Linked DNA regions of Mus musculus: region 1 is linked to region 2. The links are chromatin contacts, called in public HiChIP or PLAC-seq maps. All regions are on one chromosome and are shown on one strand. Each heading gives the region's core, a stretch centred on a gene start, on an enhancer-like site or on the middle of the called end of the contact. The rest is flanking DNA. Distances are from core to core; before and after follow the strand shown.

What was found. HiChIP or PLAC-seq counts read pairs in DNA pulled down with a chosen protein or histone mark.
Region 1: a contact with region 2 is called in an HNF4G HiChIP or PLAC-seq map of pancreatic cancer cells. The contact joins the promoter of 4930483J18Rik here to the enhancer-like site in region 2. A contact is called at or near these places in 1 of 39 promoter capture datasets (the C10 cell line), 3 of 15 datasets of contacts at CTCF or cohesin (CD8 T cells, the NIH/3T3 cell line and large pre-B cells), 28 of 484 Hi-C or Micro-C datasets (the AML12 cell line, B cells, the Ba/F3 cell line and 21 more), 18 of 115 datasets of contacts at active chromatin or transcription factors (the 230-238 cell line, CD8 T cells, DN3 thymocytes and 10 more) and 1 of 9 other capture datasets (embryonic stem cells).

What each region holds. Positions count from the first base shown.
Region 1 is chr15:81,189,473-81,193,802 of GRCm38.p6, forward strand. It overlaps 4930483J18Rik (RIKEN cDNA 4930483J18 gene), which reads left to right and starts at 1,381. Exons shown (of 2, transcript NR_015603.1): 1 at 1,381-1,533; 2 at 2,345-3,285. Mrtfa (myocardin related transcription factor A) reads right to left here and starts at 1,264. Exons shown (of 14, transcript NM_001082536.2): 1 at 1,035-1,264.
Region 2 is chr15:81,299,013-81,302,996 of GRCm38.p6, forward strand. No RefSeq gene overlaps it. Among named protein-coding and RNA genes, the nearest start is that of Gm52179, 40 kb to the left of the region's middle. Within about 2 kb of position 2,294, at least 181 of the 459 cell types and tissues checked have an H3K27ac peak or open chromatin away from gene starts, as enhancers often do. A contact at or near this core is called in the 230-238 cell line, the AML12 cell line, B cells and 19 more, where this site is marked.

The sequences.
Region 1 (4,330 bases), core at 131-2,630, 110 kb before region 2:
TTATGGATTTTAAAACTATGTGAACCCATGAAGCATAGGTGTAATTTCATCATATTTAAGTAATGAAGTTCACATTCTTAGTCTTCACACACTTTATGCCAAAGTATTCGGGCAAGCAGTAAACTGACCACCAGTCTGTCCTTTGGTTCTGTCATCTAACAAAGAGAAATCCTGACAAAGACAAGCTATACTGTACTCACACACCTATCCAGCAGTTCTCAACATCAGGATACTCGTCTTTTCTTGGATCCCTTCCTTGTATGTGTTGAACACCATTCCAAGCGTTTTATTACGAATTCTTTCATTTACTGTCTGCATTCCAATGTAATAGGTATTGTTAGTTCCATTTTCCAGATAAGCAATCTAAACGTAGGTTTGATAATCTAACAGGGAAAGCTCCAGCACTAACCACTCTATAGTATTAGTGTTTTCTTATGGAGCGAGGAGGGCGGAAGTCATCAAAGGTACATAGACAAACAGTCACACACACATACACACACACACACACACACACACACACACACACACACACACACGCGAGACGGACACTTCTTTGGCGGTCAAGTTTCAAATCTGCGGAGCCCTGCAGACCTGGAGGCACCCATGCTGCTATATGGTCGTCAGGTCCAGGTGAACCTCCTTGCCACGAGAAGCCTGCGGATTGCACCTGGATCCTCCAGGTTTGCACAAGGGCCGGGAGAAAGCGCTCGACCGGTCGGTCCCAAGCAGATTACACACACTCGGGGAGCAGCCAGGGCGGGAACCTAGCTGCTCCCTAGCCAGCACAGCCCTGCAAGGCGGTGCACAGGTGCACGGTCGCACTCGACTGTCCTGTCGAGTGACCAGGGCTTTGAGACCCCAGCCCCTTGGGAAAGGGCGGGACTGGAGTGGAGGACTGCGGGAGGCAATCCCGGGCTCGGAGCCTACAGCGGCCGGCCGGTCCAGGGCACACGCGGAAGGGTCGAGGGGAGAAAGGATGCTCGAGCGGGGCGGGGCCGGTGGGGGAGGGGGACCCTGCCCGAACTCTCACTCACCGCCTCGTTCGCCTCCTGGCCCGGGCTCCGCGGCTCGCCCCACTCCGGTGCCAGCCGCTCACGTATCCTCCCGAGCCTCTAGTACCAGTCAGACTGCACCAAGTTAGGGAGAGGTCCGCGCAAGCCGAGGGAGCGTGGCGAGCGGGAACGAGGGGGTGGGGAGGGTGGGACGGTCGTTCTTGCCGCCGGGGACACCGCAGACACGACCGCCGCCGGCTCCACTCAGCCACGGAAGCTGCGGGCCCTCCCACCACTCCGGGTCCCGCCTCCGCACCCTCCCCCCTACCCGCCTGGGAGCGACAGCCGTATCGACCAATCAGAAACCTAGCGCCGTTAGGGCTAGCCCGATTTAGGGGGCGTTCGCCGAAGGAAGAGGAACGAGGGAGGCTAGTACGGCGGCGCGACTTCTGTGACTGACATCATAGCGCAGCCAATCGGTAACTGAGAGATGACTTCATCGCTGAAGGAAGTCTGGAACTGGCGGAGCGGCCGCCAAGAGGTGGGAGGAGGTCGGCGATGAGCCGGGGGGCGGAGTCTGGGTCTTAAAGAAACCGTAACACATCTGATCACCCTGTCAAAGGGTGACCGCGGAGCTAGCTACCTAGGGTTCGGTGCCCAGCCTGGAGGTTTAATGCAAAAATCCTGCAGTCTTCATCTTGGTCCTTCCTCCTGTCTTTGCTCCGCCGGGACTCCCAAGTCGATTATTTCACATTCGCATTTCCCGAAAGGACACAATAAATGCCGCTCTGGCCTGGAGCCCTGAACTCTGTCATGTCCCTGCCCTTCCGTGGCCAAGCGCTTTTTTTCTCTGAGTCGGTTCTCCTCCGGTAAAAGGACTGACACCTACCTGCCTAGACTGTTGAGATTATTTATCAACAGCGGAAGCGCTTGCAGCTGGAGGGAAAGAGTTGAATGAACCCAGATTTTATCCGGGGCCTCACTGCACTAAATGAATCTGGGCGGCTCTTCCAACTTTAAAATTCTAAACTGCTGGTGTGTAGCCTAAAAGTGTGTGTATGTCTGTGTGTGTGTGGGTGTGTGGGTGTATGTGTGGGAGAGAGAGAGAGAGCATAACTGCATAAATCCAACATTTAAAGAGACTTATCTACTAAAGCGGTGAGACTAGTTAAAGCCCACCCGGTCAAGTTGCTAAGAGCCACTATGGAGGCCCCTTTTCTGGAACACCACCCCTTCCCCCCAACAAAGGGGGAGAGCGCTGAAAAGGAGAAATAATTCGGACTTGGTGCCTTAGTGTTTCCGAAACACTTTCCCTTGGGAGATATAAACAACCGTCTATCTCCTCCTTTTAGGCCACCATCCACTGGATAAACTGAAGTATGATTGCCCCAGAGTCCAACGTGGAAAACCAGTGAGTTTATTGGGCTTGCTAAGAAATCATGGCTGGCCCCCAAAGCAGCGAGACCACCAAAAAGTTGCACCCCAGCATGGATGATGATGTCCCCATAGCTGCGTAGATGACATACACAGTTCAGTTAAACTTCCATAATCTACACAACTCTAGCCAAGTCACAAGACCTCAAGCAGCTAGGGCAAAATTGAGGACTTGAGAGATTCCTCTCCCCAATGAGCGGGGGGATGTTGGAGGAGGTAACTGGGATCCAGCAAGGATTCAGAGAAGCCCCCCCTAAGTCCTTCCGTCAATGCAGGAACATCTACAGTCAACAAGCCCAGTCTTGAGGGGCTCTTGCAAGATAGCTGTGCTTTTGCAAGGACAGAGCTGCTGGACACAAGGAAAAAGAAAGAAGGTTCTGGAGAACAGAGTCCCCAGTGTGAGAGCAAGGGTTAACACTGTAGAAGCAGAAACCCTCAGGGGCATCCTGACAGACATGGGAAGCCACAGTGACTGGAAGGAGGTAACGCATGTTACATCTCTGAGTGAGTTACTCTGTATGGCTTCCGTTCTCCCCCGGAAATCTCCCAGACTTCTCAGTGGTGTGTGGCTCTGTTGGGATAGGAGAAGGAGCTGCAACTCTCTCTATCCACTGCAGTAAGCCAGCCCGGCCCTGAGTAATTCCCAGTTATTCATCTGTAAGTCAGCTTCAAGTTCCGTACCATGTGTCTCATCACAGAACCTTGGAGGTAGCCCAGATCCTGTGGCCTCTTAGTCACACCTTCCCTCCCAAGATTAAAAAAAAAAAAAAAGAAAGAAAGAAAAAAAAAAACCACAAAAGCCCTAATAAAATTATATGTTCAATAACTATATATGCTATATAAATAAAAACTTAAAATGAAATAAGATTTTATGTATATAAGTCCTCTAACTTGCTATATGGTCAAGGATGACCTTGAACTCATGACCCTCCTGCTTTCGCGTCCCGGGTCCTGGGCTTCTGAGCACTCATCACCACACCTTGTACAACACGTAACTTCTTGAGGTACGTGTCTCACTGAGGGGTGAGACAGAGGAGATTCGGTAAACCGTAGCCTTGGGGTACCTGCGCTAAGTTGGGAGAAGCTAAGGTAATGCTTGAGAGACTTCCACAGTAGGCTGAGTCCTGACTAACAGATGACACATGCAGAGGCACCCTCAGAGGAGAAAGTCCTCCAGTCTGGAATTACTGGTGTGGTGAAGATTTCTCCAAGATAAGCCCAAGGCAGGGCATACTGGATATTGTCCACAAAGACGCAACCCTGGTGTAAGAGCCAAGGTGCAAAGGAACCACGAGTGTACGCTATTGGTTATTCAAAGAACAGTGTGCTCATTTATGGCCTTCTGCAGGGCACATTCCTCAGACCTGAAAAGCCCACCAGCTCACAAATAAACCTATTCTTCCATGAGCAACTCAAATTTTTTATTGTATACATTTTGTGTATGTATATATACATATGTATATATATTCAAAGTGCTGTATTTTTTAAATTTATAAGATTTAATGTACATGGGTGTTTTGCCTACATGTTTGTCTCTGCACCATGATCGTGCCTGGTGCTCTCAGAGGCCAGAAGAGGGTATCAGAGCTCCTGAAACGAAAATTACAGATGTTGTGAGCCACTACGTCAGTGCTGGAAACTAAGCTTAGGCCCTCTGGATGACCAGCCAGTGCTCTTAACCCCTGAGCCATCTCTCCAGCCCACTGCTGTCTTGCTTACACATGTTCTGTTTCCCTCTCATCTCTGACCTCGCCCCTACCTAGTGCTATTCTTTGGAACTACTCAGGATGGGACGCTGGAGACTTGGTGCGGTGGTTAAAAGCAGGCTCTGATTTTGGTTCTAGCAAGCATACAGGTCTGTATGTCCACCTCCAGGGGTTCCAGTGCCTCTGGCCTCTACAGGC
Region 2 (3,984 bases), core at 1,044-3,543:
AGGACAGCTTTAAAGAATCAGCCTTCTCCTTCCACCATGGGAGGCCTAGGGATTGAACTTAGGACGCTGGGCTTGGCATTGGGTAGTTGCTTTTCTCCACCATGTATGTTCCAGGGGCTGGAAACAAGTGGTCAGTCTCAGATGTAAGTGCCTTTACTGAGCCAGGTCATTGACACTTCTGGGCCAGGAAATGGGGTGATGACCAGATACATTCATGTAATCGTATACGATGTAATTATAAATTCCAACGTTGCCGCAAGGTAAAGGTCTGTGAGACATTGACATCAATTTTTTTTTTTTTTTTTTTTTTTTTTTTGAGACAGGGTTTCTCTATAGCCCTGGCTGTCCTGGAACTCACTTTGTAGACCAGGCTGGCCTCGAACTCAGAAATCTGCCTGCCTCTGCCTCCCGAGTGCTGGAATTAAAGGCGTGTGCCACCATGCCCGGCAACATCAAATATTCTTTTATGATGTCCAAGTGATGGCCAATCGGTCAGTTTCTCCTGTTCACTTTTAAAAATTATGTTTATGTGTTTGTGTAAGTTCCTATGGATATAGATATGAGCATGCCATGTGTGTAAGTTTCTATGGGTGTAGGTTTGAGCAGCCACAGCACCCGTGTGGAGGTCAGAAGACACCTCATGGGAGTCATTTATCTCCTGCTAGGAGGGTTCAAGGACAGAACTCATCAGGCTTGGTGGTGACAAGGGCCTCTACCCACTGAGCCACCTTGCTGGCCTGGATGTGTCAGTGTCTTGTAGTGACTCTGGCCATCGTCACAATGATGCTTTTGAGTCAGGCTCATCTTGCCTCAGATTTCCTACTGTTTCATGTTTTCTACTAGAAATCTATTTGAAAGGCCTCGTGACCTTTTCCCTTTTTATTTTAGTTTTGTTGAAAGAGGATTTTGTTATGTAGCCTGGAACTGAGTACATCGACCAGGCTGATCTTGTTTACAGTGATCCTCCTGCCTCTGCTCCCCAAGCCCTAGGAGTACCAGCATGCACCACCATTGACATCAGCCAGTTTCCCTTGACTTAGCATCGGCTTGCTACGTCTACCTTCATCTCCTCCTTTCGTCTTGTCTTCCCCAACATGTGAGTGCTGCTTTGATTTCTAATGCTGCTTTTGAGATTTGTTGGAACCACACAGCAAGTCAAGGTTGTGCCTGTTTTCCTCCACATAGTAGTGTGTGGCTCCACATAGTGTGGCTCCACATGGTGTGGCTCGTCCTTGCTGCCACACAGACTTGTGGTTTGCTCTCTTTCGTGGCTGCCTAGTGCTCCATTCTACAGATTAATGTGACAACTGCTGGTTATTCAATTATCAGATGATTATCTGGGTATAGGTGAGGTACAAGGGACTAAACAAGCCACCCAAAAAGAAAAAAAAAAAAAAACAACAATTTTACATAGATTATAGAGCTGCCTCCCACCAAACTCATTCATCCTGAACAGAGCTGAGCCTGAGATCTTAGCGGTACATACGCACCCAGATAGGTCTTGCAGAGTCCTTGCACTTTAGCCCAGGAGAATTCTTTCCTGTTTTGCTTTGTAGAAATATCTAAAGTTTTCTCTGGCAGCCTGATTCTCAGCAAATCACTGGAAGCCAAAGATGCTCTCAGATGCAGACACACGGACGGCAAGAAATATGTTAATAATTAACACCTAGGAAAATCATAACCCGTGTTTGCAAAAAAGGCAGATGCAGAAATGCAAGTCCAGACCATACTGCCCTGGGCAAGCCTGATCCCTTCCCAGTCTGGAGTGAGTCTCTTAAGGGACAAAGCAGCCAATTGTGGGTGACTGAGACAACTGTGGGTGGCTGCCTGTGGCAGCCAGCAGAGTCATGTGAGGACTATGTGCTAAAGCAACAACTTGCCAGGCTGTGGTGGTGCACACCTCTAATCCCAGCACTTGGGAGGTAAAAGCAAGCAGATCTCTGAGTTCAAGGCCAGCCTGGTTTACAGAGTGAGTTCCAAAACAGCTAGGGATACATAGAGAAACTTGACTTGAAAGGAAAAAAAAAAAAAAAAAGCAACAACTGAATTATATACACCTTATTATATTTACTGTGGCCAGGGATCATCCACATTTTGAGAATGATTTAATAAAATGGTTAAAAACAAAACAAAGTGGCAAGTTAGGACATCTTAGAGCAAGGCAGGGGGCTGGGAGATCTGTGGCTAGTCTTCCAATCAATGTGTGTTCCTGAGCATGGTGACAGGTCACCCATGGTGACTCAGAGCAGGCAAGCGCACAGTCCTGCAAAGGAACAACACGGAGGCTCTGGGAAACCCACAGCTAGCGTCACACTCGACAGTGCACGCTTTTGCCCGTAGTCAAGAACAAGACCAAACTGTGTGGTTTCATCACCTGTTTCCTGTTGTGCGTTGCCCTGGTGCTGTTTGTACTTTGATGCTAATTCTGCTTCCTCAAGAGGGACTGGCTCAAGGAGTGGATCACGCCCTCTGGTGATTTCAGGCAAACCTTCTGCCCATTTTATAAAGCAAATCAAGGCGAGAGCCTGTGATTGGGCAGTGGATGGGAAAGGTGGGGCTGGAGGTTTTAGAGAGGGAGAGAGAGAAAGGAGGAAGGGAAGATGAGGAGAGAGAGAAGAGAGAGGAGAGAGAGGAGGATAGAGGAAGAGAGGTGGAAGGAAGATGGAGCAGAACCACGTGGCCTACAGGAACGGAAAGTAGCAAAGGATTTCCCACCTGGGGCGTGAAGTAGTGTAGTGTTCAACTGTTGAAACGCCACCTATTCTCCACAAGGCTTTGCTTGACGCAGTTGCTTTTCTGCCTGCTTCAGCTTCTACATGGAGGGTGCCAGCAGTACATCATTCAAGTTAGACATTTTTATTAGCAGCCATAAAGGCCACAAAGAGGTGGACACTATGGGTGAGAGACAGGCTTTCACGTGTCAGTTTCAATTTCTGTTGCCATTGGGAGGTCCTGAGCCTACCTTCTGCTCAGGAAAGATTGTCAATCATAGATGGCAACTCAAAAAGTTTAGGCACACGCTTGGGGAAAGGAATAAAGAAGAGAATAGCATTTGAAGGAGGCACCACCTACTCTGTCCTTTGCTTCTGCTAGATACAAAGGATGCGAGCTCTCCTGTTCCAAGTTTAATCTACCGATCCTCTTTAGGCTGTTCATTAAATGTGAAAGTCCTTCTTTTCATGGAAGCAGATTTCACCGGGCACCTCTGGAGGCCACGAGCTATAATGAAGCCAGCACCCAACGTTAACTACAATGCCCTCTGGTGGCTTGAAGTATTTTCCTTAGTTACAACAGTAAAATTAAACAAAACAAAAGCTCAGAAAACAACCATAACCACCATAAAAGTCCCAGCACTCGGGCAGTTTTCCCTCTTAAAAGGAAGCTCTTCTATAAAGTCGGAAATCATAATTGTAAAACTCCTTAGTATGTATAACCTTCGTGACCACACATCTTTCTACACAGGCTCATTACCAAACACATGGATCAGAGATGAGTAGGTGAGAAAGAGGGGTTGAGACAGCTCAGTTAGAACGTTTGCCTGGCACACCCGAAGCCCTCTGTTCCCCAGCACCATGTAAACAAGGCGTAGGCGTGGTCATGGTCGACCCAACAGTAACTCCAGTACTTCAGAGGGTGAGGGAGGCGGAGCCAAAGTTCAAGGTTATTCTTGACTTTCTGTTGCCATGACAAAACACCATGACCAAGGCAACTTGGAAAAGAAGGGCTTTCGTTAGCCTTAATTCAGCCCTGGGGAGGGGATGGGGAGGGAATTGGAGTTCACCATGGCAGAGCAAAGGCACAGAGGGAGGGACAGATAAGAGCTCACATCTTGATCCAAGAGCAGGAGACAGGGAACATACTGAAAATGCGGAGACTTTTGAAACCTTGAAGCCTGGCCCCAGGGACTCCCTCCCTCCAACAAGGGCACACCTAATCCTTCCCAAACAGTTCCACCAACTGGAGACCAAGAATTCACGCCTGTGA